Linked DNA regions of Mus musculus: region 1 is linked to region 2. A link is a contact called in public promoter capture Hi-C data. All regions are on one chromosome and are shown on one strand. The core of a region is the stretch at or near the end of the contact, and the rest is flanking DNA. Distances in the headings are between cores, read along the strand shown.

Region 1 (5,081 bases), core at 2,091-4,590, 2.3 Mb before region 2:
CCCAAACCCCTCAGAATCAAAGGATATGTAGGTTGTTTGGAGAGTCCAGCGGGCCTAAGTTTCTCATCGGTTAAGTGCAGCTGATAACTTGCAATGGAGTTCCGTGGAGCATGGGGGCATAGCTGGGCTGATGAGGCAGATGGAGTCACCTGGTGAACACTGGCATTCTGCCCAAACAGAATATGGAGGAAGACTAACTTGCAGCTGGCACTATATGCCTTACTGCTTTGAGCCTGAAAGTCACAGTTTCTCATTCACAGGGCACTACAGAACAGATAACCACCCAAACAGTAAAAAAGAGTATTTTCCCCCCTTTAGAGTAGCATTAAAGTCATTTTGAATGAGACAGGAATATTGCCAGTCAGTAGTTTTGCTTTTGATCCAAATCAAGTGCTTAGACCTGTCACTCAATCTCCGTCCAGCAGGCTCAGTCAAGAGCGGTAGTGAGTTAGTTGCCATTGGCGTAGTTACCAGAAACCATTCCATTTGTGTAAGATGGATAAACATCTTGTTTTATACTCTTTTCAGTAGTCATACAGTTACGTTCATCAACTCTTGGTTTAGAAACATTAAAAAGACAGCTGTATGAGCCCACCCACTCAGGAAAACATCAGGTGCTCAAGTACAGGAGTGTTTGGAGTGAGACTGGACTTTGGAAAGGGCCTGGAACCAAAGACTAGTGGCACATGGCATTTTCTGACTGGGACATTTTGTCCCCCCTCCTTCCTTCCTTTCCCCTCCCTCTTTCCCTTACTCTTCTCTCAGTGTGCTGTACACCTCCTCTGGTGTCATGCCGCCCCTACCACGTTCCTTTTCTGAGTTGGAGCTCCGCCCTTGCCTAACTCAATGCTCGCCCAGTACAACAGTACTATCCATCACAGACTTGGGATTCATGGTGAGGGCTATCTTCAACAATTCATTGCCGAGTTAGGGCAGAGCATGGCTTTCTTCATATTTGCCCTCAAAATCACACCTGTTGCCCAACCCCTAGTAGGCCCTGAAGTTCCAAATCAATGTTGTTGTTGTTTTTAATCCTCAAATTCCCCAACCAACAAGGCCTTGAGAATGTTGAGATAATTAATTGATATATTAGTATGAACTTATATCTCTTATGGCCATTGTGATCATTTGGAATCTAGCCAAAGGAAACATACTGATGTTTCAAAACTAACTTCCCCCATATAATTTCTTCTTTTTAATGAAATATCCTCAAATGCGTTCTATGTAAGAAAGGACTGGGGGAAAGAAGATATATAAGAATACTGAACTGAATCCTGAAGCCCTGGCATTTCCACACAGACATTATGTAGATCCTTTGGCTTTTGTCTAAATAACACTCATGTGTGGGTTGAATTCAGCAGTGTATCACTTAGTATCTGCAGCCCAGAGACACACACGGGATCCACGAAGCTATTCATTTGAAATGAAAAAGAACATAATTTGGGGGTGGATTTCTGGAAGAAACGTGAAGGCAAGAGGAAATAAGCACTGAGAGCAGAGCAGTCAGAGTTCACCCTTTCCAGGGCGACTGACATCCATCTCGGTTTTGCTTTTATTAAAGCTTTGCAGACTCTTCTAACTGGATGGGAATGCAAGACGTGTGTGCTTCCTCCCTTCAGGGTACCAACGAATGACTCCACTAAAGTGACGTGACTGCTGTGGCACATCTGAGGACCAAATGACCCCAGGAAGCACTTACATGTGTCCCTGGAGAAGCCCTGATTTCTTCCTTCATGATGAGTCACGTGACCTTTCAGAGACCATTCCCAGTCAAGGAATTGAATTCTTTAGCAACAATAACTCTGGGCCTTATCCTGAAGCCTGGGGTCCTCCCCAGATGCCCCAAGCTTACTCTGCAGGCATCCTAGAAACCCCCATTCCTAGTTCCCAGCCGCTACTTGGCACTACAGGCTTTGGTTTTACCACCAAGTACTGTTTTAAAAATCTGTTTTCAGGAAGGCTGGAAGACTGACATGCACTGCTGATGTCTTGTTTTGTGTGTCTTCCAACTACGTTTCCAACTTGGTTATATAAATATCCCCCATTCACGTTTATTTTCCAAGCCAGTGGCTTCCTAGCCATGATGGTGTCACAACACACTGGCGTGCTGCTATGGGCTGTGAGCAATGGAAAAGTCATTTGTTACTAACAATAGAATGTCAGTCTGCCAGGGGCTTAGTTATACGTATATAAATTAAAGGGAAGTCAACTTAATCCCCATAAAATGCCACACTCTGTTGCTCTGTACATACTTCTGAAAGCCTATGATTGGAATGACGGCCACATTTCCAAAGAAGTAATTTTGAGGTTTTAAGAGAAAGTACAAAACACAGTGCCTGGCCTTTCATGTACACTGTAACAGCAAATGCAGTAGTATTAGGGCAGAGTAGGAGAGACCTGCTTGAGTCTACTCTTGACCTGCTGTGTAACCTTGAATGAGTTACTCAGTGTCTCTGTGTCCTTCTGCTACGATACTGGGAATGACAGCACGCACCTTGCACAATGCAGTGAGAATTACACATGCTCATGTTTGGCAAGGACTGAAACAGTGCCAGTACCTTTGAGTGTTCCCATTTAGAACACTGAGGTTTCCCCCTTGCTTTTGCCCTGCTGTCTGACCAGTCTGCCTTTGGGTGGGAAGAGCAAACTCGCCTTTACTGTGATGAGTAACTCTGTACTGTAGTTGGAGCAGACAGGCGAGGTAGCAGCCTGATTGCAGCAGGTGGCTTGTCACGGGGCTCCAGGGTAGTTTCTTTGAGGCACTACACTAGCTGTGGGAGAGACTCCAAACAGTTGTGTTACCTCTGTTCCAGTTTCCAGTGAACTGATCCTCACTAACTGGCTCCCTTCCTCCTCTCTATCTGCCTGTGTTCTTTGCCTTTACTGTCCTTGTCAGGGCTCTCTGTCCTCCTTACCTTTCCTTGGAATCTTTCTCCCAACGATCTTATAGAGTCAGGGGCTTTGAGAACACATACAGCTGGCAAACATGGCCAGCGAAAGCAATGCAGTCAGATCCCTATAGTGTTCAATGAGGAAAACAGATGTGCAGACTGGGCCTCTCACTCTTGGAAGTTTCATCATCTCCCTGCATAGCCTCTACAGCTTGACTGGGCTTCATAGCAGTGGATGGGTCTGCCCTGACTGTCTGGCGTGCTCCCCAGGGCTGGTTCCTTCAGTCTCTCCTTGCACACTTGACTCCCATGGAGAAAATAATACTGAAGGTTCAACTTTGAAGAGAATACTGAAAGTACCCTGTAGGTAACTTCTTAGAGGCCTGGTTGTATATATTCCATCATGGGAGAGAAGAAAGGAGAACAAACTTAGGTCTGTGTGTATTTCAGAGCTACAACAAGATGCAAAGGGAACCACAGATCAGTGTGTGTGTCAGCTTTCCCACAACACTGTTTTAGATGCAGCTGCAAATAAACTTGGTATCACCAAGCAAGACACAACACTCAACTATCACCAGGAAAGACCACTGTACCATCCGATCAGAGGAATCCAGCGGCTCCACTTGACTTTCTCTGACTTTCACACTTGAAGCAATTGAGAACTGGAGGAAGTTCAGAAGAGTCTGGAAGGACACTGGGCTGTAAGTGTAGTTAAGTTACTGTGTTCATCTCCAGACATCTCACCGACACCACCATATAGCCCTCAAGCATGGCTGGAAGCCTGTAGCATGTGCAGTTCCAGGGCCAAGGATAGAATCTAGGCCCATCTGCTTCTTTTGTTGACTGTACTGTAAGAACACACTGCTGTCCCCTGTCTGAATGCTCATTTTGTCTCACAGCAGTAGCAATGGTGGTTTCTGTTCCTCTCACGACTGCTCAGAGGTCACACAAAGTATTACTCCCAAGACTGTTGGAACCTACGATGGTTTTTTTTTTTACTGCTCCACAAGCAAGGTCAAGGCCAGTAGCACATGATTTCACCATACTTTGTACTTTGGATCTTCTGAAGTAGCATTGATTTCCAATGCACAATAGCCACAGGTCAGGGACAGACGTCAATAGTAGATGCAGTGAGTTCTCTTCTCAATAGACCAGTTCTCTTCCACACTACTCTCCCCTTCCCTGTTGTTTGCTACAAAACTTAGTCAGAGCTTCTTGGCAGGCAAAGCAAAGTGTTCCCTCACTGAGCAGTGTGTATGTTGATTGGGTCATCTGGAGGTAGAAGTGAATCATCTGCAGCTGCCCCTTCATATTTAGTTAACTGACAGAAAAACAGTATCTCTCACACAAGCTTACTTTAACTGGATACTTGTTTAGTAAGCAAAATTACTAAATCTCTAAACACCTTAACTTTAAAATATATCTGCTAGATTACTTAAAAATAATGACTATTTTGAAATGAATAGTGAATGTTTCAGGTGGGAGAACTTTCATCAGTCGTGGCCTACTCACTCCAAATCTGTATCAGATTTCAGCCAAACAAGACCTCATATGCTTACGAAACAGATATGCACTGTTCATTACTGGTAAGATTATTACAACAAATGCCCAAGATAGCCAACTTTTTAAGAGAAATATTCATTTTGGCTTATGGTTTGAGTGATTGCAGTCCATGATTGGCTAGTTGTGTTACTGTCGGCCTATGGTAAGGGAGTATACTTCAGTGGAAGGCAGGATAGAGCAAAAGTGTATACTTTGTGCCCAGGAAGTAACTTGGTTGCTAGGAAACATGATGCAGAAGATTGAAGGGTAGTCAGAGAAGATGCAGAGACCACTTTGGATGTGTTTGAAGGTTTTGATAGATTATAGGAGAGAAATGACAGATGTTGATGGGCCAGATGCCTAGGATTATAGATTGATCAATTTGAGGAATTACAAAACGGAAGAATAACTTCCTGGATTGGGGGAATGCTTACATGCTCAGGTGAAGACACTAGAGAAAACATGGGTTGTGATTTGGGCATTTGCGGCACCAGGGGAAGTTCTAGTACAAGTATTGAGTGGGCAGTGATGTATTTGGCTCTGCAAGTCAGAGAGGGGAATTGAGGGCATAGGTTTAGATATGTGTAGCAAAGAATGTGATTATTAAGCTTAATTGTCAGTATGAGTAGATTTAGAATCCCCTAGTAA
Region 2 (5,151 bases), core at 1,720-4,219:
CATTCCCCACCCACCTGGCTCTTCACAGAGATCCCAGGAGGCAGACATAGGTTCCCCATGGCTGCTCAGAAGGCACTGCACTGCCTGAGCTACCGCGCCACCTCCTACCCTCCTATCATGGGACAATCCTTTCTGTTCTCAGTGAGTTACCTTAGGATCCTGCCCTGATTTCTGTACCAGTCTTCAATATTCTGGTCCCATCTCTCCCCTGCAACGCAGAGTGGAGAAAACGGAGTTATTAGAGAGAATGTATGAGACTCCAGGATCTGGATCTGCTGCAATGATGCTATGGTTAGTATCAGAGAGTTCCTTTTCCACAGTTCCAATCATGGACCAGCAATGACGGGCAGAGCGTGTTTGTGTAACTGGAAAAGTAACGGGGAGATGTCATCCTTACCCACAGAGGCCAAGTTCATAAAGATCTCCCCGACAACTTCTCTGTAAAGGTTCCTCTGGGACGTGTCCAGCAGAGCCCACTCCTCCTGGGTGAAGTTCACAGCCACATCCTCAAAGGTCACTGAGTCCTGAAATGTCCCATATGTGTTTACAAGAGGAAGAGAGATACGTATGTATTCACAGAGATCTGCATTCAGTCCATAAAACATTCCCGTGAGGGGTTGCAGTGTTGGCTCAGCAGTTAGGAACGTTTCTGAGGGTCTTCAGAGGGTCTGAGTTCAGTCCCTAGCACCCACACTGGGTTGCTTGCTCACAACCACTACTAGCTCCACATTCAACACCCTCTTCTGGTCTCCTTGCAGTGAGGCAGGGCAGCACATCATATTCTAACACAGACACATAAATAAAAATGGTGTGTCGGCCTTAGACAGTGTCTGGCTGTTGCCCCAGGCCAATCTCCAACTCATGCTCTTCCATCCAATCCTTTTCAAGGCTGGGATGACAGCTGGGGCCACCAGGTCGAACTTGTTGACAGATTTATCACAGGCCCATTTTTTTTCTCTCTGCCTCCCTTTAAAATTGTGCAGGACGGACTGGCCAGATGATGCTGCGCTACCAGAGGACCCAGGTTCAGTTCCCAGCACTCTCAAGGTGGCGCACCACCATCTGTAACTCCAGTTCCAGGAGTTCTGGCGCCCTCTTCTGGCCTCTGAGGGCAAAACATGTTGTACTGACATACTTGCAGGCATATACTTAAACGTGTAAAATAAACGTGAACGTTTAAACCTAAAAGTGTACAAGGAAATCAGCAGACAGACAGACAGACAAGACAGACAGAGAGCGGACAGGAGGGAGAGGCATGAGCACCTAGAGCCGATTACATCTTCACAGTCCTGAGCCTTAGCGCATCCTCCACTTTGCCTACTCCCTAGTCAGCACTGAGACACACGCTGAAACAAAGCACCCTAAAACCCCCTGCTAGCAGGGCTTGGCTCACCCTGAAACAGCTTAATAGCTATGTTTCTGCACAGTTTTTAAACTAATTTTTTTTTCCCAGACAGGGTATCTCTGTGTAACCATGACTGTCCTGGAGCTTACTCTGTAGTCCAGGCTGGCCTCGAACTCAGAAATCCACCTGCCTCTGCCTCCCGAGTGCTGGGATTAAAGGCGTGCACTACCACTGACCGGCTAAACTAAATTATTTATTTATTTATTTATTTATTTATTTATTTATTTATTGGCATGCACGTGCCACAGAGGGTCCTCCATTCTAGCTTGCAGCAGGTGGCATGAGGGGGGGGCACTGAGTCTCACGTGTTACTTTTTCGTATGTAGGTGTTTTGTCTGCATGGGTGTCAGCAGGAGATAGAGCTCAGGCAGTGGCTTTAAAGACAGCTGAGGACAGCCATGTGACTGCTGGAAATCAAACCTGGGTCCTCTTAATCACTAAGCCAACTCCCCAGCCCTTTGTTTCCCTTTTTAATGAAAAACTGCGACTCAAACGAGTAACGCCCTTAAAGGTGACACCAGCCAGCCAGGAAAGGAAGTACTTAGGAGTTGTACCTCAAGGGCAAGGGACCCAGAAAAAGGTTTCAAAAAAACCTTAATTTCAATGTCTGTGCCCAGGAAGACACTGAGAGGGCAGGTCTACACATCTTACAGTTCCAGAAAGCTTCATGCAGACAGCAACAAAACACAGAGCTTTGTAACAGCCATTCGGCCAAATCTGGAATCCTTTCCCTGTAACCCCACCAACTGGAAAGCTGAGACAGACAGGATTATTAGTTTGAGACCATCCTGAATTGCAAAGTGAAACTTGTACAATGCATACATGCTAATACACACACACACACACACACACACACACACACACACACACACTGGAGATACAGTTCAATGATAAAGCTCAAAGCCCTGGGTCCTGTCCTCAGCACTGCAAAGATCAGTCAACCAACCAAACCAACCTTGCCCTAAAGAAAAGTTGTAATTAAAATAGCGTGTGTGTGTAGGATGTAGAAAAGTCACCAGATGCGATTGTACAGATTTGTAATCGAAATACTTGGGACTTGGGAGGTGAAGACCAGAGGATGAGGAGTTAGCATGGAGAGAGTACTGACCAGCAGGCTGGAAGCCATGCATCCACCCCCAGTACCGCTTAAACCCAGGCTAGAAGAGACTAGAAACCCTGCGGAGAGAGTGGGGGTTGGGGGGGGGGGCGGATGAGAGAGGGGAAAGAAAAAAAAAAAAAAAGACAGTGACCTGGAGAGGGGTTGCTGCTACTGGAAATGTGGAAAGGGGGAACCGGAAACGAAGGCCTCCACTGGCTGCTGATTTTGAAAAGCTACGCTGGAATAGGGTCGCTAATTTGAGACCTCCGGTAAACAGAGACAACACTGGGGAAGTCGGCGCCACTTAGGGAGCAGTGATGGGCTGGGGACCCTCAGGCCACAGCTCTTGCACACTCAGCAGCCAGGATGCAGCTGCCGCCACGCCCACTCCACGGCGGTGCGGAGAGCAGAGCCCGGCGGAGCCAAACCGAAGCGAGCCGAGCCGGTGGCAAACTGGGGCGCAGACTCCCGAGTGACGCAGCGTCACGCAGCAGTCACTCCCCGGCTGCACTCACCATCGCGTCCTCCCGGAGGTCCTAAGAATGCCTCCCTCCCGGTTCCCGGTTCCCCGCAGGGCACAGCAGGACCCGGGCGGGGGCAGACAGCCTGAGTGACAACTACCGAGACAGACCCGACCACCCGAGCCTCGCGAGTGAGAGACTCAGTCTCTTTGGTGGCTTTGCGTGGCAGCGTCCCGCCCCGGCTAGCGGCGCGTCTCCTTGGACAGTTACTGCAGTCCCGCCCCTTCGCCCTGCGCATCGAGGGGAGAAAAACTAGGGTTAAATTTGCTCAAGACAATTGCTCAGGTTGCTGTGGATTGCAACCCCTTTGGGGGCTGGAGACGGGGATCGAAAGACCCTGTTAAAAAGGGTCGTTTTACGAGCATCACAAGACACAGGGTTTTGTTTTGTTGTTTTAAGACACGGTTTCTCTGTATGACCCTGGCTCTCCTGGAACTCACTCTGTAGTAGAGGCTGGCCTCTAACTCAGAAATCCGCCTGCCTCTGCTGGGATTAAAGGAGTGTGCCTCTGTCACCGAGCTAAAACATATATTTACATTACAATTCATAACACTAGCAAAGTCATAGTTATGAAGTAGCTATGAAAATAATTGTATGGCTTGGGGTTACCATAACATAAGGAACTATATTTAAGGGTCGCAGCATTAAGAAGGCTGAAACCATTGCTCTAGAATCTCAAGTCGATTGGGGCTACTGAGGAGAAACATAAAGGCTTTTTTATTTTTTATTTTTTGGACATAGGGTCTCATGTAGCCCAGACTGGCCTCAAGTAAGCTGTGTGGCCGAGGATGTACTTGAACTCCTGGTCCTTCTGTCTCTTGAACGCTGGGATTACAGGTGTGTATGCTTTCATACCCAGCTGGGTTTATGGTGTGTTGGGGATGTCACCGAGGGCCTTCTTCCTGGTAGCCACTCTACCCAAAAGGCTCTACCTCTAGTCATTGGCTTCCAACTCCCTGAGTACTCAAATTTCTTTCATGGGCCACCAGGACACCTTTCTGAGTCACTAAGGAGTGTGGTCCCATTAGTTTTTCGGTAGACGGGTCATGACGGTATTAATAGATCACCTGTGTTGTCTTTCAGGAACTCTGAGCTTGCTTTTGTTCATCTCAAACTACTAAAAGTTTTAGAACAGGATCGATGGAAAGTAAGAGGCGGACCTCCACAGAGGTCCTTTGGCCAGGACAATGAAGGATATTTACATTACAATTCATAACACTAGCAGAGTCATAGTTATGAAGTAGCTATGAAAATAATTTTATGGCTTGGGGTCAGAGCTTGGGGTTTTGTAGGACAGCAAAGGGAAGTTCGGGGTGGATGATCCCATCTGCAGATCTGTTACCTCGAGAAGCCTCGGCGGTGTAGATACAGAGGAACACCGGTGTGGTCCGAGCTCCGGTGTGCAGATGTTATCAGCCTGTCCGGTTTCCCAGTCAATAACCCTTCAGAAAACACCCACTGCTCATTACTAAGGGCAGAATGCCTGTGAGGAAACCAGAGATGTAACTTCAGTTAACAGAGTCCTTCCTTGCCTAGGATTCAAGAATCCCTGGGTTCAGTCCCCAGGGATTAAGAAAATAAAAAGGCCCAGTGTGGTGCTGCTTTCCTTTAACTCAGCCCTCCAGAGGCAGAGCCAGAGCCAGAGGCAGAGGCAGGTAGGTCTCTGAGTATGAGGCTAGACAGGTTTATATATCAAGCTCCAGGCCAGCCAAGGATACACAGACTATGTTTCAAAGAGATAAAATAATTTTAAATTATTTCTGGAGGGGAAATGCACATTACGGCATGGGTGTGATGTACTTAGACCCCTGCATGCATGGCAGGTGGAGGCCCAGGGGTGGTCTGACCTCACATGCTGTCTTACGTAACGGCTTCTCCTCATGACCTCACATGCTGTCTTACCTAACGGCTCCTCCTCAGTTCCGCTTCTTTATCTCTTAAGTACCCCTAAGCCTTACCCCAGCTCAGGACGCCAACTGAAGAACTGGATCCCCCATGTTGTATCTGACTGTCTCTTGTCTTTGCAAAGCTCGTTTCAAATGGGCAACAGAACCTGGTTGAGTAACATCAAATTGGATTTAAAAAAACAAAAATTCTAGAATGTTAGCCCCAAAGGAGGCCAAGAA

What was found. Promoter capture Hi-C pulls out the DNA fragments that hold promoters and counts their contacts.
Region 1: a promoter capture Hi-C map of liver shows a contact between it and region 2, with 2.5 times the contacts expected there. The contact joins two enhancer-like sites.

Annotation. Positions count from the first base shown.
Region 1 is chr9:24,510,935-24,516,015 of GRCm38.p6, reverse strand. No RefSeq gene overlaps it. Among named protein-coding and RNA genes, the nearest start is that of Dpy19l1, 10 kb to the right of the region's middle. Within about 2 kb of position 3,340, at least 42 of the 459 cell types and tissues checked have an H3K27ac peak or open chromatin away from gene starts, as enhancers often do. A contact at or near this core is called in liver, where this site is marked.
Region 2 is chr9:22,162,854-22,168,004 of GRCm38.p6, reverse strand. No RefSeq gene overlaps it. Among named protein-coding and RNA genes, the nearest start is that of Pigyl, 8.6 kb to the right of the region's middle. Within about 2 kb of position 2,969, at least 232 of the 459 cell types and tissues checked have an H3K27ac peak or open chromatin away from gene starts, as enhancers often do. A contact at or near this core is called in liver, where this site is marked.